2 separate regions of the Mus musculus genome follow, and region 2 is linked to region 1. A link is a contact called in public Hi-C data. All regions are on one chromosome and are shown on one strand. Each heading gives the region's core, a stretch centred on a gene start, on an enhancer-like site or on the middle of the called end of the contact. The rest is flanking DNA. Distances are from core to core; before and after follow the strand shown. Region 1 overlaps Mir100hg (Mir100 Mirlet7a-2 Mir125b-1 cluster host gene). Region 2 overlaps Gm35940 (a long non-coding RNA gene).

The links. A called contact is a pair of places that touch in the nucleus more often than the background predicts.
Region 2: a contact with region 1 is called in a Hi-C map of uterus, with 4 times the contacts expected there. The contact joins two enhancer-like sites. A contact is called at or near these places in 4 of 484 Hi-C or Micro-C datasets (the BV-2 cell line, embryonic fibroblasts, trophoblast stem cells and 1 more) and 1 of 115 datasets of contacts at active chromatin or transcription factors (embryonic basal ganglia).

Annotation. Positions count from the first base shown.
Region 1 is chr9:41,459,646-41,464,625 of GRCm38.p6, forward strand. The region is part of intron 3 of Mir100hg (Mir100 Mirlet7a-2 Mir125b-1 cluster host gene); the gene reads left to right. Among named protein-coding and RNA genes, the nearest start is that of Mir100, 69 kb to the right of the region's middle. Within about 2 kb of position 2,371, at least 92 of the 459 cell types and tissues checked have an H3K27ac peak or open chromatin away from gene starts, as enhancers often do. A contact at or near this core is called in uterus, where this site is marked.
Region 2 is chr9:41,832,609-41,837,588 of GRCm38.p6, forward strand. It overlaps Gm35940 (a long non-coding RNA gene), which reads left to right. Exons shown (of 3, transcript XR_379298.3): 3 at 1-1,909. Among named protein-coding and RNA genes, the nearest start is that of Gm35940, 29 kb to the left of the region's middle. Within about 2 kb of position 2,248, at least 19 of the 459 cell types and tissues checked have an H3K27ac peak or open chromatin away from gene starts, as enhancers often do. A contact at or near this core is called in uterus, where this site is marked.

The DNA.
Region 1 (4,980 bases), core at 1,121-3,620:
ACTGCATATGTTTGACAGAGTCCTTCCTTGCCATCTGGATCTCCTAGCTTCCCCCTGAAGAGGAGAGAGAGAAAGAGCCAGCAGATCTTCAGAAGATAATCACCACTAAAACTACGCAGCATTACAAATCTGTGAAACCAAACATGGGTTTAACAGATTGCTACGTGTCAGAGTCATACAGTCCATTAAACTGCGTTTAAATAAAAAAAAATTGATAGCCTTATTTATTTTAAAATTAAATGAAAGAGTGCTATCATGTCAAATTGAATCACTCAGACCTCATTTCTATCGAATAGTCATACTCAATGCAGACTGGAAAACAACCATGCAAAATGGGTCTCAAGCTGACCTTAGTGTCTGTCCTCTTCCAGTCTGCTGGGAATGAGTGGAAACACTCCTCCTTTTCTTTGTTAAGATGGGGAGACCCAGTGTAGAGGCTGTGAACCTGTAGCTTTGAAGGGGCATGGAGAGCCTTGAGGCAGGATCTTGTGCTATCTAGAGTAAGACTGCTACAATTAAAAACATGCTGAGAATGTTAAGCATAGAATATTGATGATATTCTAAAGCAATTATCTTCTACTGGAGGTGCAACTGTGCCCATTCTGATTGTAGCTAGCGATGCGGCTTAGGTGCAGGTTGTAGGAGGCAGTGAGTGAAATAACCCAAATGCTCTTCCAGGTGGCGAGTGGCGAGTGTAACAGATCAAGATTTGAGTGTCATTCCTGTGGAAGACTTCTTTGGGATTCGTAAGGGTCAGGATGCTGATTTAGGGGGGTTACAGTGTGACCAATTCGGGAAGACCAGAAATCATTCACAAATGGAAAATTATCGGAGCAGAAAGGCATTTCAAACATATACAATGGCACAGGACATAAAATAACTCCCACCCATACCCCTCCACATCATGTTTCCTGACCTGACACCCCCTCCCCCGGCCCCCTCCCCCTCCCCCCGACCCCCTCCCCCGGCCCCCGAGGTATTGACTTCTCTCTTCTTCGTACTGTTAACTGTTTCTTTTTGTTTTTTGTTGTTGTTGACTCACACTTTCTGTCATTGAAACACCTATGGTGTGGGCATCCACCACGGCAGCAGGTAGGTCATATGATAGATCCAGAACACATCTACTAGTGAAGCAAAACGTCCAGAAGCTTTGGGGAGCCTTGAATGTTGAACAAATGCATTGAATGTTCCACCAACTTTCTCTAAGCCAGGGAGCTCTTTGCTCTCCACGCTTACATAAACTTTGAACACTGGTTTATATAACACTGGTGCTTAGAGAGCTCCTTGCCTGTGTAAGAAATCCCAACACAAAAGGAAACCAAGTGGAAAAACAAGGAAAATTCCTCTCGTTTACTCACGGTTTCCCCCCAAGCCAACCTACACAGCTGAAGAACATCTTTGCCCCCTACTGCTTTGAGGCTCACGGGGTATTGTGTATTTGAGAAGAAGGGCTCTTTTGTACCCTGTACGTCAGGTACACCCCCACCGCCAGCACTTAGAATCTTCTACTGCATAAGGTTCTTAAATTTGTGATACTATAAAAATGAACAAGAACAGCCAGGGCTATACAGAGAAACCCTGTCTTGAAAAACAAACAAACAAGCAACCCCCCCAAAACAAAAAAAAACAAAAAAGAATGAACAAGAAGGACTAATTTCTCTTCCCTGTGGAACACAGAATATGAGGAATTCTGGGTATTTATGTGGGAAGGGAGCCTTTACACTGCCTTTTCCCACAAAGGATGTATTTGGAGACAAGCTTAGAAGGAGAGAGACATTAAAGTTGCTTCTTTTAGTCTCATTAAAGATGCACCTGTGTTTTCTTTCTTGCTGTGGCTATTCAAAACTGTTGCGTTCTAGACTGCCGCCAGTCACGTTAGGTGGGTGTTTTCCTTGTTATTGTTTTGGTTTTGTTTTTTAGATGTGGATGGAACTTCAGAAACTGAACTTTGGTCATGCCCTGTCTCAGAGTTCAGAGTGGTTTGCACCTTTCAGCTCCGGCTTCTGAAATCAATGTACAATGTTGAATCTTGGATTTTCGTGGCACATTTCCTGAAAGGTTTATCTCTAGGCCCATCTTGTTTTTTTCTTTCCCTGAGAAAGACCCACATGTAACTTTGTACCCCACCGAGGAAATGTGTGGAACGTTAAGAGGCGAGCATGGTCTCCGTGGCCTCCCTTGACAATGGTGCTTACTTGCAAAGGCCGGAAGAACACAATGGTTCCTGCTTCCTCTTGGGTCCTGCCGGGTTTGGTTTTTGCTCTCCTGCGCCACCTGCTGTCAGGAGCACCACAGGCCTGCTTCCCGGCTTGCAGCCCTAGCAAGCCCGGCAGGAGCCAGAGCCAAACCCTTGGTCCCAGCAGATGTTGCTTAGGCTGCCAGGTTTCTGTCCAGACCTTATCTTTGTTGCCTCGTCTGGCTCCTAGCTCAGAATTCCAGTGTCCCCAAATGACTTGCCTTGCAGTCACGCAGACCCTGAGCTCACTGGCCAGAAGGAAGGAGTCTGCCAGTTTGAGGGCTGCTGAAGGGCAATTCTTGCTAGCTTTCTGAATGTGTGGTCAGTGGAAACTTGCTTTAGCAGTGAAAACGCACAAACATTTCTTTTGAAAGGGCAACGGGCATATGACATTTGTCCTTTAATGGACTTTCATCACATCCTCAATTTGTACCAATTGACAGCCCCCACCCCCCACCCCTACCCCCGTCCCAGTTTTCTCAAGTTTGATTTTTGGTTCATTGTGTTGTTTAAACTCTTGGGACTTTCCTGCATCCTCACCAATGAGTTAGTGATTTTAAACAAAGGACCACAGAGAGAAAAGGTTTGCTTTTCTTGCCTTCCGATGGTTCCCTGTTCTAGTCTGATCAGCTCTTGACAATAGGTTCTTACACATTTGTCCCTTAAACATATACTTACACATGTAATATAAGCATGGCATATTGGAGGCTCACCTCAAAACGTCACTGTAATGCCAAGACTCTAGCTGATCAAAATCCTCTAGGTATCATTTTCGAGGTAGGTCTCACTCTGTAGCATAGGCTAACCTCCAACTTATGGTTCTCCCACCTTAGCCTGTAGAGTGTTGGGATTACAGGTGTACCTCTGTGTCTGTCTCAAACTTCATCTAAAAAATTCTTTGCTATTTGTCTATCAAAAGGGAAAGGTGGCCCCGAGATCTCAAATGCTCATTTCCAATTTAATTCCTTAAATAAAGCTGACTTTGTAGAATGGCTGACTTCTGCAGTTACTCTGATAAGCGTGAGGCACATGACCAGCAATTGTTTTTTGAAATTAGAAGGGAAAAAATAAAACTCAGAAATATATGCATAAAAGAGACTTGAGATAAACGCAAGTCAGAACTTCCTGAGAGCAAAGGTTACATGATACTCTTGGGAAAGAGAAGAAGTGAGTGGCTGTGCCAGCAAGAGCCCTCGAGCGAGGGGGCACATTCATTTTGCTCAGTAAGCACTTACTAAATTCCTGCTCTGTGTTAGCACTGGGAGGTGCTGGTGTTAAGTACAGCAACTGACCACTGGGAACATAGAGGACAAGCAGACAATTTCCATATACTTTTTTTAAATGGCTGGGAGAGAGCATGATGTCCAGATAAATACACACATCCAGAGGACTGCAGTGATTGGTTGACCTACAACTGCCTTGATTTGAGAAGTCCTTTCAGCTCTTTTCTAGAATGGGATGCTGACTTATAGATCATGTCATCCAACCTTGATGACTTCAAGAGTCTCTGTTTTCTGCTTCTTGGTTTGCTTGTGTCCTTCACACAACAGCCTTCTGTGTATTAGGAGAGAGAGAGCAAAGCAGGTAATCCTGTTTGTCTGCATCCAAGGAATGTGGTCCTTGAAGCATCTTTGAAGCTGGACACCTAGACCAGGAACTCTCCTTGCAAGTCAACATGACATGGAGAGGAAGGAGGGACCCACAACCAGGCTGCTGCTCAGATGAAGCACATGGTAGCTACTCTGAGTTCCAACAGGTCATTTGGCAGGTAGGAAATTAGAGGCTAAAGGACAGGGAGCCACCTGTAAATCTTGGGGAATAACTCACTTCCATGTTCTAGCCTGTATCTGCTCAGACTAGGAACCTCTGAGGGGTATATCCTCCCTCCCCAAAGAGGCACCTTTAAGACTGGGCAGGATGGTGGTGGTGATGGATCAGCCAGTAAAATGCTTTCCTTGCCAGCTTAAGGGTCTGAGTTCGATTCCCAGGATCCACGTAAAAATGTTGGGTGTGGTGGTAGAGGCTCACAACCTCAACTCGAGGGAGGCAGAAGCAGGACGATCTCCAAAGTTCACTGGCCAGCTTAGCCTAAGGAGAAATCCTGTCTTAAAGGGAGTGGCTTAAATTCCCAAGGATGACTTTGGTCTATGTACACAGCACATCTGCATCCTCATGTGCACATGCACCAATACATATACATATGAAAACACACACACACACACACACACACACACACACACACACACACACACACACACACACACACACACACACAATTTTAAAGAGGCACTTGGCAATAGCAAGCCAGTTAGTAATGGCCTGTTTCGATTGAATACCCTGCCAAATGGATTGGCATTAGAGAGGTGGTGCTTCCAGCCTCCTCGGGGGACGTTATTCAATCTATTCTATGGCAGCTGGTGTCCTTGTTGCCCTGGACCGTGGTCAGAAAAAGAAATAGAGGGAGAAACAAAGATTGTGGAGTGGCTGCAGACCCAAGCCCTCCAGGCCCACTTGCCCAGGGCGGGGCCCAGAGGGTTAGTGCCAGGCTCTGTGTGGCTTCTCCACCCCTTCCCAGGCCCCTCAGAGCATCTGCTGGCTTTCAGAGTTGCAGTCACCCTGAATGGGTCTTTGTGTGTGCCCCAGGAGCTGGCTCAGAGGAGCCCTGTTGAAATGCTTTAGCGATGTCTCCTCAGGACCAGGCGTAACCCGGCATGGTGCCCATCTTGTGAGGGCAGGCCTTTCTG
Region 2 (4,980 bases), core at 998-3,497, 370 kb after region 1:
TGCGAGAGCCAGAAGAGACAGAGCACAGGAGACAAGTCCTAACACATCAGAAGCTTCAAAACGCAGAGGTGGGCACAGCAGAGAGACCCAATGCAGTTCCCAAGACACAGAGCAGACGTGATTTAAAATGAGTAAATTGCAAACGCAGAGTGTGAGCCATCTCTGTCTACCTAAGATGAAACCAGACTATGAAGCAACACAAAGAGCCAGAGAGGTTGAGTGGACAAAAGAGATGACTTCATCGCTCTGGCAGGACTTATGGAACTCTTCTGGAAAAGAACCCACATTAATTCCCCAAAGGAAAGAAAATAAGATATTGTCTGGAAAGACCTAAGAGTGTCACTTCACTATTCCCCCTCAGAGCACCCTGGCAATAAGGTTGCCATGCTAAAATGTTGCATGTGCTGCCCTCCCTGACGCATCCTCTAGAGCCTGTTTCGACACATCCCACATAGATTCTCTTTGCCATACTTCCTTTGAGTTATTTTTCTTTCTGGACCTCTGTGCTCCAGAGAAGCAACATTCTGGGAAGTGAAGTGATTTAGACCTACCTGATGGCTTTGCTCCCTTTTATTCCCGATTAGGAGTCCTGGGCCTGAGCCCAACCCTCTCACTGGTCAGTTTTCTGCTTTGCCCAGTCAATGAACAGAGGAAGATAGCCAAAGTAATTCTCAAAGTGGAAAACTCAAGGAAAAGATGTGATGGCTTTGAAGAGAGGACCATGTGAATAGAGAATGAAACTGGACCAGGAACTCCAATGCAAACCTAACAAATGTAGACTAGAAGATGAGGTTAGAAGGCTGGCCAAAGGGAAGCCGAACTACTACATCAATAGTTATTTTACTTCACTGAAACACAATGAATACTCTTTGTTGGTTTCTATATGTTTCTAGAGTCTTAGTTTTTTTTAATTATTATTTATGTGTATGTGTGTCTAACTGTATGTGTATGCACACATGCATGCATGTACCATCAGACACCAGAAGAGGGCACCAGAGCCCCCTGGAGTGTAGAGTTACAGATGGTTGTGAGCCACTCAGCATGAATGCTGGGAAACAAATCCTTTGAAAGAGAAGCAAGTGCTCTTTAACTTTCTCTCTCTAGCCCCAAAGAAGGCTTTTAAAAAGAGCAGGGTTGAAACATGAAAACTGTGATTAGGAGTTCAGGCTTTGTAGGAGGAAGACCAGATAAAGATGCATGGCTCTGCGTCTCACTAGCAAGGTGACCTCAAACCCATTGCTAGGCTGTGGGCCCCGATCTGTGAAATGACAATAACCACATCTACAGCACAGAAGTGTGTCCATGTGTCAGTGGCCATTAATACTACTCCTGCTATGTGCTAGATATTGATAATTAATATGGACTATGCCCAAGGTCACACATGGCAACCTACTGATCAAAACCCATTATGGCTTGGCACTCTGTAAGCATGCTCCTTACAATGTCAGGACCATAAACCACTCAGCCCCCGTATCTGGCAAATGACTACAGGTTAATGTAAAAGGTCAAAAATCTTTTGTCTTATTTTATTTTACATTTTTCTCTCACATAGGGTAAAAGAGAGAAAAAAAATCTTAACACTGATTAGGAGGTTAAGAAAAAAAAGTTCTAGAAACCAGAAAAAGAAAATTTTTTTCTCTGAAGATGTGAATGCCTGTCACAAACTTTCTTGGCTTGGCATATCATGAGTCACTTCTTTTGTTCTCTGAAACTGACCAGAACTTTAACTAAATTTTGGTGTCAAGTCAAAGCCTACCCTTACCCTTCTCGTATTGTAAACAAGTCCACTGAAGATCCAGGTTAAAGTATTTTCTCTTTTCAGCTTGATGAATTACTAACAAGAACGGCACATGAGATAATGTCTCTTGGTATCTGGATAATACACTGCCTCTCAAACCTACGACAGAAATACTGGCTTCTCTCTGTGTGCTTCTAATGGCCTTGGGGTGGGGGGATAGCTTAAATCAAAACCTTCCTCGTTACCTACCACAATCCTCTTGGTTGTAGTGGTCCTGAGGTTTGAGGAGCTGTTTGCTAACCCTGTGATCCCAAAGCTCACACTGAACTTGGGTTGTTAAAATGCTCCAGAGGGGACCTGAACCATGGCAATCGGAGACCTCCCTCCACTCATGCCAAAATACCCTTCGCCTTTAAGGGCTCTTTTTAAAGCCAGAGAGTTCTCTCTGATCCTCCTTAATAAAGTGCCCAGGCAGCGGTAGTAACAACGCTCCCCTTCCTTATTTGAGATCTGTGCAGTCTCATTAAATTTGATGTGTCACAGAGGGCTTGAGTATGTGAAAGGCAGGCGGTGGGAGCTGGACTGGAGGTTGCCAGCTTTACTAAGGAAACGTAATTCATTACACCTTTTCAAAATGGACGCCCCTCTGGCTTCCTGCTCCATTGATTCCCCCCTCCCCTTCGCAAGTAACGAGTGAAGGGCCTGCTCAGCCTGCAGATTTAACCCTTATTAACAGCTGTTTAAATTAGAGATGCAGTTTGATGGAGAGATGGGAGCCCCTCAAAGGAAACCAAGATTAAAGCATGCATAAGACTGGAGCTGGGTTGTTGAGACAGCACCCCTGCCACCCCCCAAAAAGGAGGGGCTAGTGTTGCTATTAAGCAGTTTGTCTAAATAATATGTTCCTGCTTTGCCATGATTAAATATTCATGGCCTACACTCCCACCTCTGTTGCCCCCACTCCTTTGCAATAGTCATAGAAGAAGGAAAATTTGCTGGACTGTGCAAAACAAAGAATCCTGTGACAATAACCAGTTGGTTTGCCTGCTTCCTCCTTCTTGAGATTGATCTGAAACTACTCTGAAACCTAGCTGACTCCAAGCACCTTTGAGACCTGGGAGTGAACTACTGGGTTCTCTTGAAGGGAGCCGTCTGTTCTGGAAGCAGAGTCTGCAAGACAGAAGACAAGGTTCACCCTCCAAGTGCAACCATGGATTCTGTGGGATTATATCATTCACCTGGCCCATAAACTAACCTGGAAGCAAAAGGACAAAGGTCAGGGTCAAGGAGCACCCACATGTCAGACAGGCACGTAAAATTCACAGTCCGACATCATTATACATCCCTGGATAGTTATGCATCCTGCCCAATAGAAACTAATAAACCAAGAAATATCTGAAAAAGAAAATCTAATGATATTTACTTATTTACTCATTTGCTCGGGTCTCTACTCTGAGCTTTGTACCTGGCAATATTGTGGTGCTGGCAATTTCAAAGGTCAGCAAACCACCTGACAAAAAACAATGTAAGAGAGGAACGGTCTACTGGAGCTCATACCTTGAGCCTATGGCCGATCATGGCCAGGAAGGAGCATACGACAACTGCCCATATTACATCTGTGTTCTGGAAGCAGAGAGCCATGGGCGCTAGCTGGTGCTCAGCTGGCCCTCTCTTCTGTATTCAGCCAAGCAGTTATATGTCTCACCTTGCTGATGCTAGTCTAAAAGAAAACCCTTCATGAACATCCTCAGGGGTTTGTCTCCGAGCGGCTTTAGATCCTACCAAGCTGGTATTGAGTACAAACCATCACACTGTGTAAGTATTCACACCTGGACTGTGCTAATACTTAATTCCTTAGGTCTCTGGGCTTTGTAAGCTGTAGGCGTATAGATTGTAGTCCTCTGAATTCCTTTCTCAAAAGAAGAACATGGGACACCATGATGGATTTATCACTAGAGAAAATACATAGAGAAAATACATTTTTCTTGCTGGGAAATCATAGCAGGCTAAAGAGGGTAGAGGTAGAAATGATTGATCTACTTCAAACTCTAAAGTAAGTCTATGTTGATAAAATGTCGACTCCTCCAACTTCCTCTAGAGAGCCCCCATCTTCCATCTAAACAGACAGAGATCACCAGATTCAAGGTGACAGACAGCCTTTGAAAACTGCCCACTTGTACGCAGATGGAAGAATGTTATTCCTTTATGCCCATAACTCTACTCTCCTGGCCTGCAGTGGCTAACTCAAGGATCTAAAAATTAGATGGTCCAGGGTTTAAAGCAGGTTGTGTGCTAGCTGCTTTTCTATTTATATGTTAAAAGAAAGGGTGCTAGCTAACTGGCTTCTTATTTTATCTTCAACTTAAACATGTAAAGTGGTATTTTCCCTCTAGAGTCTACAGTCTATTGTAGTCCCCAAACCTCAATATGCATTTTACAGGGTTTGGTGGAGATTTTTTATGGTTATTTTAATTATGTTTAATGATGTGTAGGCATGTGTGCCTGTGTGTAATTTTGTGCATGTGAGTGCAGGTGCCCTCGAAAGCCAGAAGAGGCCATCATCTCTCCTAGAGCTAGAGATACAAGCTGTAGTAAGCCATTTTACATGGATGCTGAGAACTGAACTCCGACCCTCTAAAAGAACAGCAAGTATCCTTAACCTCTGAGCCATCTTTCCGTACCACTCCCAAGCAGTTTTTGCCCTAGAACAGTAAGTTGACTCTCTGTAGTCCCAAAGTAGGAAATAAAAACAGAAAAAATCCTGACTCCGTCTGTCTGTCTCTACTGCCCCAGTTCATTTTAATGGGTTTTCTGAGAGGCTCAAAGCATATGCAGTATATTATCTGCTTTCCTCATTTTGTGATCAAATACCTGACAAAGGAGATTTTAAAAAGGAAGGGGTGTTTTAGCTTAAGGGTGAGCGGATTCGGTTCATCATCGGAGAAGAGAGGCAGGCAGGATCCTGCAGTAGCTGTCATTTCACAGCTACAGAAACAGACCAGAGTGAGAGGCACTCAGCTGCTTTCTTCTCCCCATCTCCCTTTTATTCAGCCAGGGACCCCAGCCCATGGGACAGTGTTGTCTGTATTAGGTTAGGTTTTACTTTCCCAAGTAAAGCCCTCTGGAGAAGCCCTGGCACACCTGACCAGAGGTCTTCGAAGTAAGCTTCAGCCCAGTCAAGTTGATGACAAAGTTTAGCTATCATATACAAGGTGTGCTACAAATGGTGTCTTCTTCACAGT